Linked DNA regions of Macaca mulatta: region 1 is linked to region 2. Evidence: chromatin contacts called from public Hi-C data. All regions are on one chromosome and are shown on one strand. The core of a region is the stretch at or near the end of the contact, and the rest is flanking DNA. Distances in the headings are between cores, read along the strand shown. Region 1 overlaps LOC114678344 (a long non-coding RNA gene). Region 2 holds the start of PDGFRA (platelet derived growth factor receptor alpha).

Region 1 (4,622 bases), core at 1,432-3,931, 330 kb before region 2:
TTTGTGCTTTGCATTTATTTATTCAATGCTACAGTGGCTTAAGCCAGTCTATGGAAAATATCTCTAAACACTGAGACCTCAGGGCTAGGAGGAATTCCTAGACGAACTCTAAATCAGTTGTTATGTTTGGCAGATTATATATTCCCACGGAAAGGCCAACTAAACAGTCATTACGCTTTATAGGCATGCCTGTGTGTCCTTCGTTGTTTTGGAAGTATCAAGCAGGACCTGGAAGCATGGTATAGTTAGTGCCAGCACATAGTGGTGGCCTGCAGCCCAACCCTGCTGATTGATTTGATGTTTAGGGAGGCAGTTTCAGAGGAAATACGGTAACTCGCTTGTCTACCACCGTGCTTCCTGGATGAGCCCCAGAAATGCAGCGTTTGGGATACCATTAGCAAGCGTGTGGCAGCCTTGCCCTGCTGAGACTGCTGGTGATTGAAAAGTGCTCAAACTGTGGTCAGAGAAGAAGTGTGCAGATGAAAAGAAGGGAGATAAGTCTTCAATCACAACGCCTGCCCTTCACCTAAATATCCCCCAGGACAGTTAGCCAAACACCAGCCTGTTGCTCAAATTAGGGAAAATAAGCCTTTAGTTTCTGTTTCCAGTCTGCTTCATAAATTAACACCATCAACTGACGTTCCCCTGGCCTTACACCCAAAGCTTATCTTTACTGCCAATAATCTTAACCATGAGAAAGATATTTGACAAGTCAAGTACTACATAAATCCAAGAAATTCATATGTGGTATTTCATGCACATTTCAAATAAAGAAACTTATGAGGATACCATTTTAAAAAAAAAAAGAACATCCCCATAGTTTTGAAGCAAATGCGCATTTTCTCGTTAGTAAAGAGACGTTTCCTTCCCTCTAACTTCCCGGTGTTGGACAAAGGACTAAAATTTCATATGTTATAAGGAAAGCATGTAAACTCAGCACTGCTTTTCTCTGAAATAGCAGTCATTTCAATGATGTGCTCTAGCATCAATCCTCAGAGACTGTAGACTTTCCTGTAATTGTTTCCTTTTTGTTTTCCTCATTGGATAATAATTTTTCAGAATAAAATCTTTTGGTATCAGTATTTTCAAAATATTTCAAGACACCAACCATTCCTAATCAGGCCACTATGGAGCTGTATGCAATTAAGTCGCTAAAGTTAGGACAGAGCCCTCAGTTTCAGATTTCAGCTCCATATATCTGAATGGAAGCTCTTGAATGGATGAGCATTCTGACTACTGCCTGGCTAATAATTTTCCACTTGTATTTGGCCGATCCTACACACATGAGCATAAGCCACTGTAAATGCTCCACCAGAGGCTCTTAGCAGGAAGAAAACAACTAAACAGATTCGTTTCTTGACTTTCTTCTTTGACAGATATTTTCTTACTCTTAAATATACTTTAGATAACTTAGACATCTGTCGTTGGTGAGAGGAGATCATGAATTACGTGTCCTTGCATTCTTTTTATAAAGGTAATATCCCTGGTTTGATGAGATAGAAATTTGCAATAGCATCTTTGCAGGGTTTTTCAAAGAGTAGTGGGAATGGAAAAGTTCCCTGGGACCCATTTCCTGACTGTTCCATTCGTGCTGATCACGACTTTAACCATGTTTTTCAAGCTGCCAATCAAAATACACGTTCTGTAAAGTACAATTCCCTGGTAGGCACAGTGGAGCTGAACATTCGTCCCTAGAACTGTCCTGGAAGAGAAAGGACATAAAGTTGCTGCCATTGGGCTAAAGTTTAAGAACAAAATTATAGGAAGCAGACCCCAAACTATTTTCTTAAATTAATTCTTCTTAATTTTTCTTGTTCTGTTTCCCAGGTTGGTGTGCAGTGGCGTGATCTCGGCTCACTGCAACCTCCACCTCCCAGGTTCAACTGATTCTCCTGCCTCAGCCTCCTGCATAGCTGGATTACAGGCACCTGCCACCATGTCTGGCTAATTTTTGTATTTTCAGTAGAGATGGGATTTCACCATGTTCGCCAGGCTGGTCTCAAACTCCTGACCTTAGATGATCAACCGCCTTGCCCTCCCAAAGTGCTAGGATTACAGGCATGAGCCACTGCACCCAGCCCATATTAATTTTTAATTTCTATTTATACCTATGAAAAATTGAAGTTGTTCCACAAACAGAAATGCACTTCTCTTGCTAGGGTTGCTTCAATAAATTTAAGCAATGTGGCGCTATATTTCCTTTATAAAGCTCCTTCCTGCGTATCTCACACAACACACAAGAGAGTCATAACCAGATTATTTAAGAAGAATTTCTCAAAGTACTAAGACAAAAAGCCTTCTCTTCTAAATGAGTAAACGTGAGAGGTAATCTTGTTCCCCTTACTGCTGACATGTAGCTTTCTGCCTGGGGTTTTATCTTTAACTCCCTGGTAATCCAAATGGAGCAGGAAAACCTCAGACAATAGAGCCTCTTTTCTGCTTTACACCCACTTTTTTGGGGTCAGCACCGAACAACCATCATTAAATGGTTTCTGGCGCAAAGTGGCAGGCTTGGGTAAGCTGAAATGTTTATGACACCAAAATAAAGATGTTCCACACTGCTGAAACCCCGGAGTCATGCAGAGAACAACTGAAATGGAATTACACACCAAGGTTTACTTAACTAGCACGACTTTAACTCTTGTCTGCCTGATACACTCTTACGGAAGAGAAGTGGCAGAAACCCAGGGTGGACAAAAGAGGGCAGTGTTCACTATGTCTTTCATCTCAGCTCTTCGCGCTTTATCAAATTGCAACTGAGCCAAGAGAAAACTATGTCCAGCATTTCATAACACAGGAAGTGGGGAAGCAGATTAGATATTGGGCTCTGCAGTCACCACAAAATAAGCAGTGCGTTTGTAAAAGTCACTTTTTTCCCTAGACAAAAGCTTAACCATTGGTGAGTTTTTGGGTTTAGTTTTTGTTTTTCAGTATGATCGGCTAAACCGCTCCAGGAAAATAATGGAATATGTAATATATCTCAGACTATAACCGGTTATAAGGTTTATTTAGTTCAAAGCACTCATTTTTGCAGATGAGGACCAGCTTTCTACATTTGCCAGCAGCTTCTCCTTGTGCTCAGATATCATCAGTATGTGGAGAGGGGAAGACACACTTCCCTCTTGGAGATAGTTAGAGAATTTTTAGTCATTTCAAAATAGAATCCATGTACGCCCTGTACACACAAAAAATGTAGGTCCTAGCAAGGGAGTCTTATCCCCTTCCCTGGATGCCATCATATTGGGTCAAACTTGACCCACATTCTTTGGGAAAAGCTTATGTGGACTTGTCATTGTACCCAATAAAGGATTGCAGCCTCAGCACTCAAAAGGCACACATTTTTCCCAGGTATCTATCTATTCTTAGTTATAGATATCTAGTGTCATCTTTTAATAGTGAAAGACTCTTTAATTCCTTTGTAATTCCCGTTGTCCTATACATATTTTTGAGCTCCTGGGATATATAAGGCTCTGTTGTTAAACATGCAAAAGTGAAAAGGACACAGTTCTAGCTTTTAATAAACTAAGGATCAAATAAGAATCAGACAAAGCAGAACCTTGTCAGTAACCGTAATACATCAACAACCAAAATACAAGGCACGATCGAGGTTGGCTTAGAAGAAAATTATAAATTGCGAAAGAAGAGATTGTATTCATCAGGAGTGGAGAACTGAGGGAAACCTCACGAAAGAGAGAGCTGTGGAGTTGGGTTCATAGAATAGGTGGGTTTCTAGTGGGGTGCGGTGGCTCTCGCCTGTAATCCCAGCACTTTGGGAGCTCTAGGGGGAGTCACCCGAGGTCGGGAGTTCGAGACCAGCCTGACCAGCATAGAGAAATCCCGTCTCTACTAAAAATACAAAATTAGTTGGGGGTAGTGGCGCATGCCTGTAATCCCAGCTACTCAGGAGGCTGAGGCAAGAGAATCCCTTAAACCCAGGAGGCGGAGGTTGTGGTGAGCCAAGACTGTGCCATTGCACTCCAGCCTGGGCAACAAGAGCAAAACTCTGTCTCAAAAAAAAAAAAAGGTGGGTTTTCAGAGGCAGCGAGATGGTGAAGCTGAACAAAGGCAAAGAGGTAGGAGGGTGTGGGCCCAGTGAGCTTTGCGTGCTTACACTCGCAAAGGGAAGAGAGGAAATAAAAGGCTGGAAATGCCAGTGAAAGTCTGCAGAGAGCTTCAACATCAGACCAGTGGACTTGATTCCCAAGGCAACAATAGGAAAGCATCAGAGGTTTTTGTGGCAAGCAGGAACATGACGGGAGTTAATTTTAGGAAAATTGGTCTGCCACGAAGATGTGGAGCAAATTCAAGGGGAAAGCAGAAATGAGGAGGCCAGGGAAGGCGCTGTTAATGCTTAAACAGATGTAACGAAGTTTTGTGGTAGACACAACCCAAAAGGAAAGACAGGTACAAGTGTAAGATGCACAGTGTTTCAAAGTGTTTTGTCAACAAAGTGAATCTTGAAAAGCAAAGGTAGAGCGAGGGGAGACTGAAAAAGTCATTCATAAAAGCACAAAGGGAAGGCTGAGATGCTGGGTGGGGTAAGAAACTCAGGAGTTCGGCCTTGAGTGTGTTGACTTGGATACTTCTACAAAATATAGATGGGGAGATGTCCAAGGAATTGC
Region 2 (4,665 bases), core at 193-2,692:
CGAGCTGAAGATGCACGAGAGCAGGTCGCGTAGAAGAGCTGGGGCAATGGGGCCCCCAGCGCAGCCCCAGGCGCCCTATTTCCGAGGCTGATACCCCAAGATCCTGTCCTAATTAGACACAGCACCGCGCCCGTTGGAGTACTTCTCTGTGACTCTCCTCTGTCCACTGCACTGTGTCCACTCCTGGTGAAGGAGGAGACGGCTGTTGGACGTGCCAGTCCCAACCTGGCCACCTTGGCCATTTTCAGAGTGCTTGTGTGGGGGTGGGGTTGAGGGAGAAGGATGAAGGATGACCCCCAACCCCAACAAGAGAATTCAAAAATCAGAGAGCGAGAAAGGTGAACGCGCTCCCATCCCCCGCTGTCGCTGGGAAGCCCCACTCTGCCCAGGTCTGGTTTCTGGAGCATCAGCGCCCCCTTTCCCTCGCCGGCAGGATCGTTTCCTCCCGACACTGGCCTCGCGCCTTGGGCGCAGGGTTTGGGGCTCAGCTGTCAACTCCGAAGCATTCGTAGGGTTCGACCCACTCGGCGGGAGGGAACGGAGGGAGAATCAAAAGGCACCCTCTCCCACGATGCGGAGGCGGCGGGACGATTCCCCAAACGCCCAAGCTTGAACTTTTTTGTATGCGAGTTAGAAGCCAGGGCAACCTCGCCCAGATAACCCCCAAAACAAAGGCACGACCAGATAAGTGACTTAAAGGGAGTAAAGGTCGTTCTATCGGAGAATGTTCCAAACCTACACAGACCCTCTTTTCTTTGTACCCTATTTCAGACTCCACCCAGTCTTGCACACACACACACACACACACCCACCCCACACACAAAACAAAAACTCATCGTTGTCATATTGGACTCAACAGTTTGCCTAATCCCGTTAAAGAACTAGCAACTATATAGCCCTTAGCCCTTCCCCTAAAAGACCCTTAGTTCAAAACCGCGCAACCGCTTGGAGATTTCTCCCGAGGGCCCTATTTCTAGTTGGGCCGAGTTTGTAGAAGGGACGTTTCTTGATTCTAGATTTATATTCTCTCTGGGTATTAAATGCAATTTTGTATGTTCCTTTTCTTGTTTTCAAAGAGAACACAAAACTATAGCAGTCTAAGAAAATAACCCCAAAATGGGGAGGCAAACTCATTCTGGAAATGATGGGCTGTTTGTAGTTTCACAAAACCGCTTTCCCGGCAGAGCACCAACACCTCCCCCTTCCACCCCCCCATCCCATCTGGTCGGCTTCTCCCCGCCCCCCCAGTTGTTGTCGAAGTCTGGGGGTTGGGACTGGACCCCCTGATTGCGTAAGAGCAAAAAGCGAAGGCGCAATCTGGAGACTGGGAGCTTCAGAGCGCAGGGGAGTTTGAGCGAAACTTTTATTTTGAAGAGACCAAGGTTCGGGGGGGGGCTTATTTCCTGACAGCTATTTACTTAGAGCAAATGATTAGTTTTAGAAGGATGGACTATAACATTGAATCAATTACAAAACGCGGTTTTTGAGCCCGTTACTGTTGGAGCTACAGGGAGAGAAACAGAGGAGGAGACTACAACAGATCATTGGAGGCCGTGGACACACTCTTTACTCCATGTGTGGGACATTCATTGCGGAATAACATAGGAGAAGGTAAGGAAGAAGAAAAAATGATTTTTTGTTTATAAGAGAAGTCCCTGATCAGACTCTGGGACTGGAGAAAGGGAAGTAACTTCAAACTTTGGGCGACAAGAAAAAAAAATGGAGCTGGATTCCAAATGTGTGTCCAGAGAGGAATTTTTTTTTTTTTTTCGGAATAAACTTCACTTGGGGATGGGTGGGAGATAACCATAGAATTAGAAAGTCTAGGGATTTTTTTTTAAACACACATTTTCCAGACCTATTTTTAAAAAACAATGTTTTTCTAACAACCCTATGGCCTCCCAAAGAAATTGTTTAGGCTTACATTTTTGAGGTTTCTTTTGGGAGTGGGGGTGGTGTTCATGAATACTGGGCCGAACACCAAGGAACTGGGGGTGGAGGCAGAGGTGTTTGCCCTCTTCTTGGCAGTGGGTCCTGGAAGGCGACAGGTTTTAAATGAGTGTTTTCATTCCTCGCCTGCGGTTTGGCGGGACAGCGCTGCAGCCCGTGGTGTGGAGCGCGGCTGGGGGACCAGGGGAGGTGGGGAGAGGGGAGCGCGGAGGGGGGCGCGGGAAGGGGTTGCTGGTCGCAGGAGGCGGGCAGGGCTCGGCTGGAGACCGGACCTCCGTGCTGGCCTGCAGCACATGGAGCCGGTCGAATGCGCGTAATTACTGGACGGCGCTGCTCTGGGTGAGAGTCCGGGCCAGATTTGGCGCAGCGGTGACGCGGCTGCGGGACAAGCAGAGGGGCGCGGGCGTGGGCAAGGGTTTGGGGCGCTCTGGAGGGGTTTGTCGGGTCAGTGAGGTGCTAGGGAGAGCGGGTGCCTGCTCGGCTGTACGCTCGGGTTGCACGCCCTAGCGCGGGGGCGACAGCGGCGGCGCGGGCGGGCGGTCTGGAATAATGACAAACACATTTGGCCCTGAGTGAAGAAGTCGATGTCGCCTCGCATTCCAGCAACTGGGATTTGAGGAATTTCGAACCGCACACCAAGGGGTCCTCATTGTGCGCCGTGGCCCCCGCCCCCGCCCGTCTCCCTGCGCCCCCTCCTCGGTGGAACCGTTTCTGCATTGCCCGGGGCTCTGCTGCCGCTCAGTTCTGGCCTCAGGCAGGAAGAGAGGAAAGGTCTCCAGGAAAGTGTCGAACTTCTTGTAAGTTAGGGACCACTTGGAACTGGGGAAATTTGTTTGCAGGTAAGAGAAAGGTGGGAGGTAAACCACATTCTCCCTCCGGGCAACTGAGCCCTGGGCACCCCCTACCCGGCGCCCCTCTCCGCGCGGGGGTGCACGGCACTTGCCGTCTGCGCTCGCCCAGCGCTGCTCGGTCCTCTCTAGTCGCCCTTTTTCTCCATTCTTCTCCCTGCCGGGTTCAGAGCCGTCTGTGCGTACTTCTCCTTCCTCTGCTGTCTACCCCCATGGAAACAAGGTTTATACACGATTAGCTCCGCCCGGCTGCGTCCGGGGAGCGGGCTGCGTCCGTTTGACTCTGAATATGTGGGATCAGCTGTTCTATTCCGAGAGGGTGACGGCCAGTTCGGAGCGACAAGGAGTGTGGCCCGACCCCAGTCCGGTTGCGGGAGGAAGCCAGGAGCCGGGGCCGGGCCAGGTGTGCGGGAACTGTCGGTGACCTGGCCTCGAGTCTTGGTCGGGAGGGACTTGCTGCCCAGGCCGGCTGTCCGTTGTGCATCCCTCCTGCAGCCAGAGGGCCGGTCCCGCACTTCGCTCCCCCAGTTCTGCTAAGACCTCAGGATGTGCGCAAAGAGTGCCTGGAAGAACTTGCCACTCACTCCATCTCCCTGGGTGGGAGGCAAGCATGGATGGGACCCCTATCAGGTCCCGACCGCCCCACGTCCGAAAAGCCCCGGGCTGGGCGGTGTGGGAAATGGCTTTTTGGCTCCGAGGCCGAATTGCTCAATGTTTTGGACCGACTCGCCTCGCCGCGGTCGCTCCTGACCAGAACTAGACAGATTTTTGGAGCAGGGAGAGGCATCCAGGGCAAACGAGGCACGACAATCCTCCGCAGTGCATCTCACCCAACAAACATCCCGCAGCCACAGAAGGGGAGGAAGGGGTCCCGGGCGTGCGCACCTCACCAGCCGCCGCGCTGTCCCACCCCCGACCCCTAATCTGGTCAATCTGGACCCCCGCACTGCCGAATTGCATCCCCTCCCTCTTCTCCCTCTCTCCTCGGCCTCCTCCTTTCCACAATCCTCACTATGAGGAGGCCCTGCCTCGCCTTCCCGACAGGCGCGAGGCCGAGCAGCCTCGCTTTGACGCACAGGTCAGGCCCTACTTCGGAGCTTGCACAGTTTTGGGTTGAGCCAAGTGCAGCTGGACCTCGTTCACAAGAGTGAGGAGGAACGAGAGTGGGGGGACGCCAAGAATGAACCCGTCGTTAGCCCCCGGTGCCCTGGCTCTTGTTTAAATCCGTAGATCGAGAGGGACTTGAAGGAGAGCCCAGGCTCCCAGCTCTCCGCCCCTGGGCCAGTTTCCTCTCGGGACGCGGACTGAGGAGGGATGCAGGGGGAGGGGCATTGGGCTGGGCTTTCCAGCTGCAAACACGTCTGGCGCCGAGGCGGGCCCATTTTGTGCCTCCTGGGGACAGACCGTGGGCGGCGCGCAGCGGCAGGACGCATTTTGGGGACGTGGTGGCCAGCGCCTTCCTGCAGACCCCGCAGGGAAGGACTCCCTCTGACCTCCGGGGAGCTGCGACCAGGTTATACGTTGCTGGTGGAAAAGTGGCAATTCTAGGAAAAGAGCTAAAAGCCTGATCAGTGACCGAAAGGTGTGGGTCTCAGGGTCCCCCTGGTCTAACTCGCCGGGTCCACCGCAGCATCAGCCTTGGGGCGGCAGATAATCTTTCGGTCTCGCCTGGGGCGCAAGATACAGGATCGGGGCAAATGGCATCTCCCAACTTCGCCCTAGTTCAGTTTCTGCCAGATGGTTGTCGTTTGCTGAAGTGGCTCGGCGGCATTTCCTTTTGTTTTAAACTGATCAGTGAGCGAACCCGGGATGGGCTGAAAAAGTAGATTGTAGGAGGGAATAATGGGAACCCCGACTTGGGGCGCCT

The links. Hi-C and Micro-C count contacts between places; a contact is called where the count stands out from the background.
Region 1: a Hi-C map of fibroblasts shows a contact between it and region 2, with 5 times the contacts expected there. The contact joins the enhancer-like site here to the promoter of PDGFRA in region 2. A contact is called at or near these places in 6 of 14 Hi-C or Micro-C datasets (CD4 T cells, blood, fetal cortex germinal zone and 2 more).

What each region holds. Positions count from the first base shown.
Region 1 is chr5:79,597,355-79,601,976 of T2T-MMU8v2.0, reverse strand. It overlaps LOC114678344 (a long non-coding RNA gene), which reads right to left. Exons shown (of 3, transcript XR_003729699.2): 3 at 3,502-4,622. Among named protein-coding and RNA genes, the nearest start is that of CHIC2, 160 kb to the right of the region's middle. Within about 2 kb of position 2,681, at least 3 of the 40 cell types and tissues checked have an H3K27ac peak or open chromatin away from gene starts, as enhancers often do.
Region 2 is chr5:79,263,260-79,267,924 of T2T-MMU8v2.0, reverse strand. PDGFRA (platelet derived growth factor receptor alpha) reads left to right here and starts at 1,442. Exons shown (of 23, transcript XM_015138691.3): 1 at 1,442-1,611.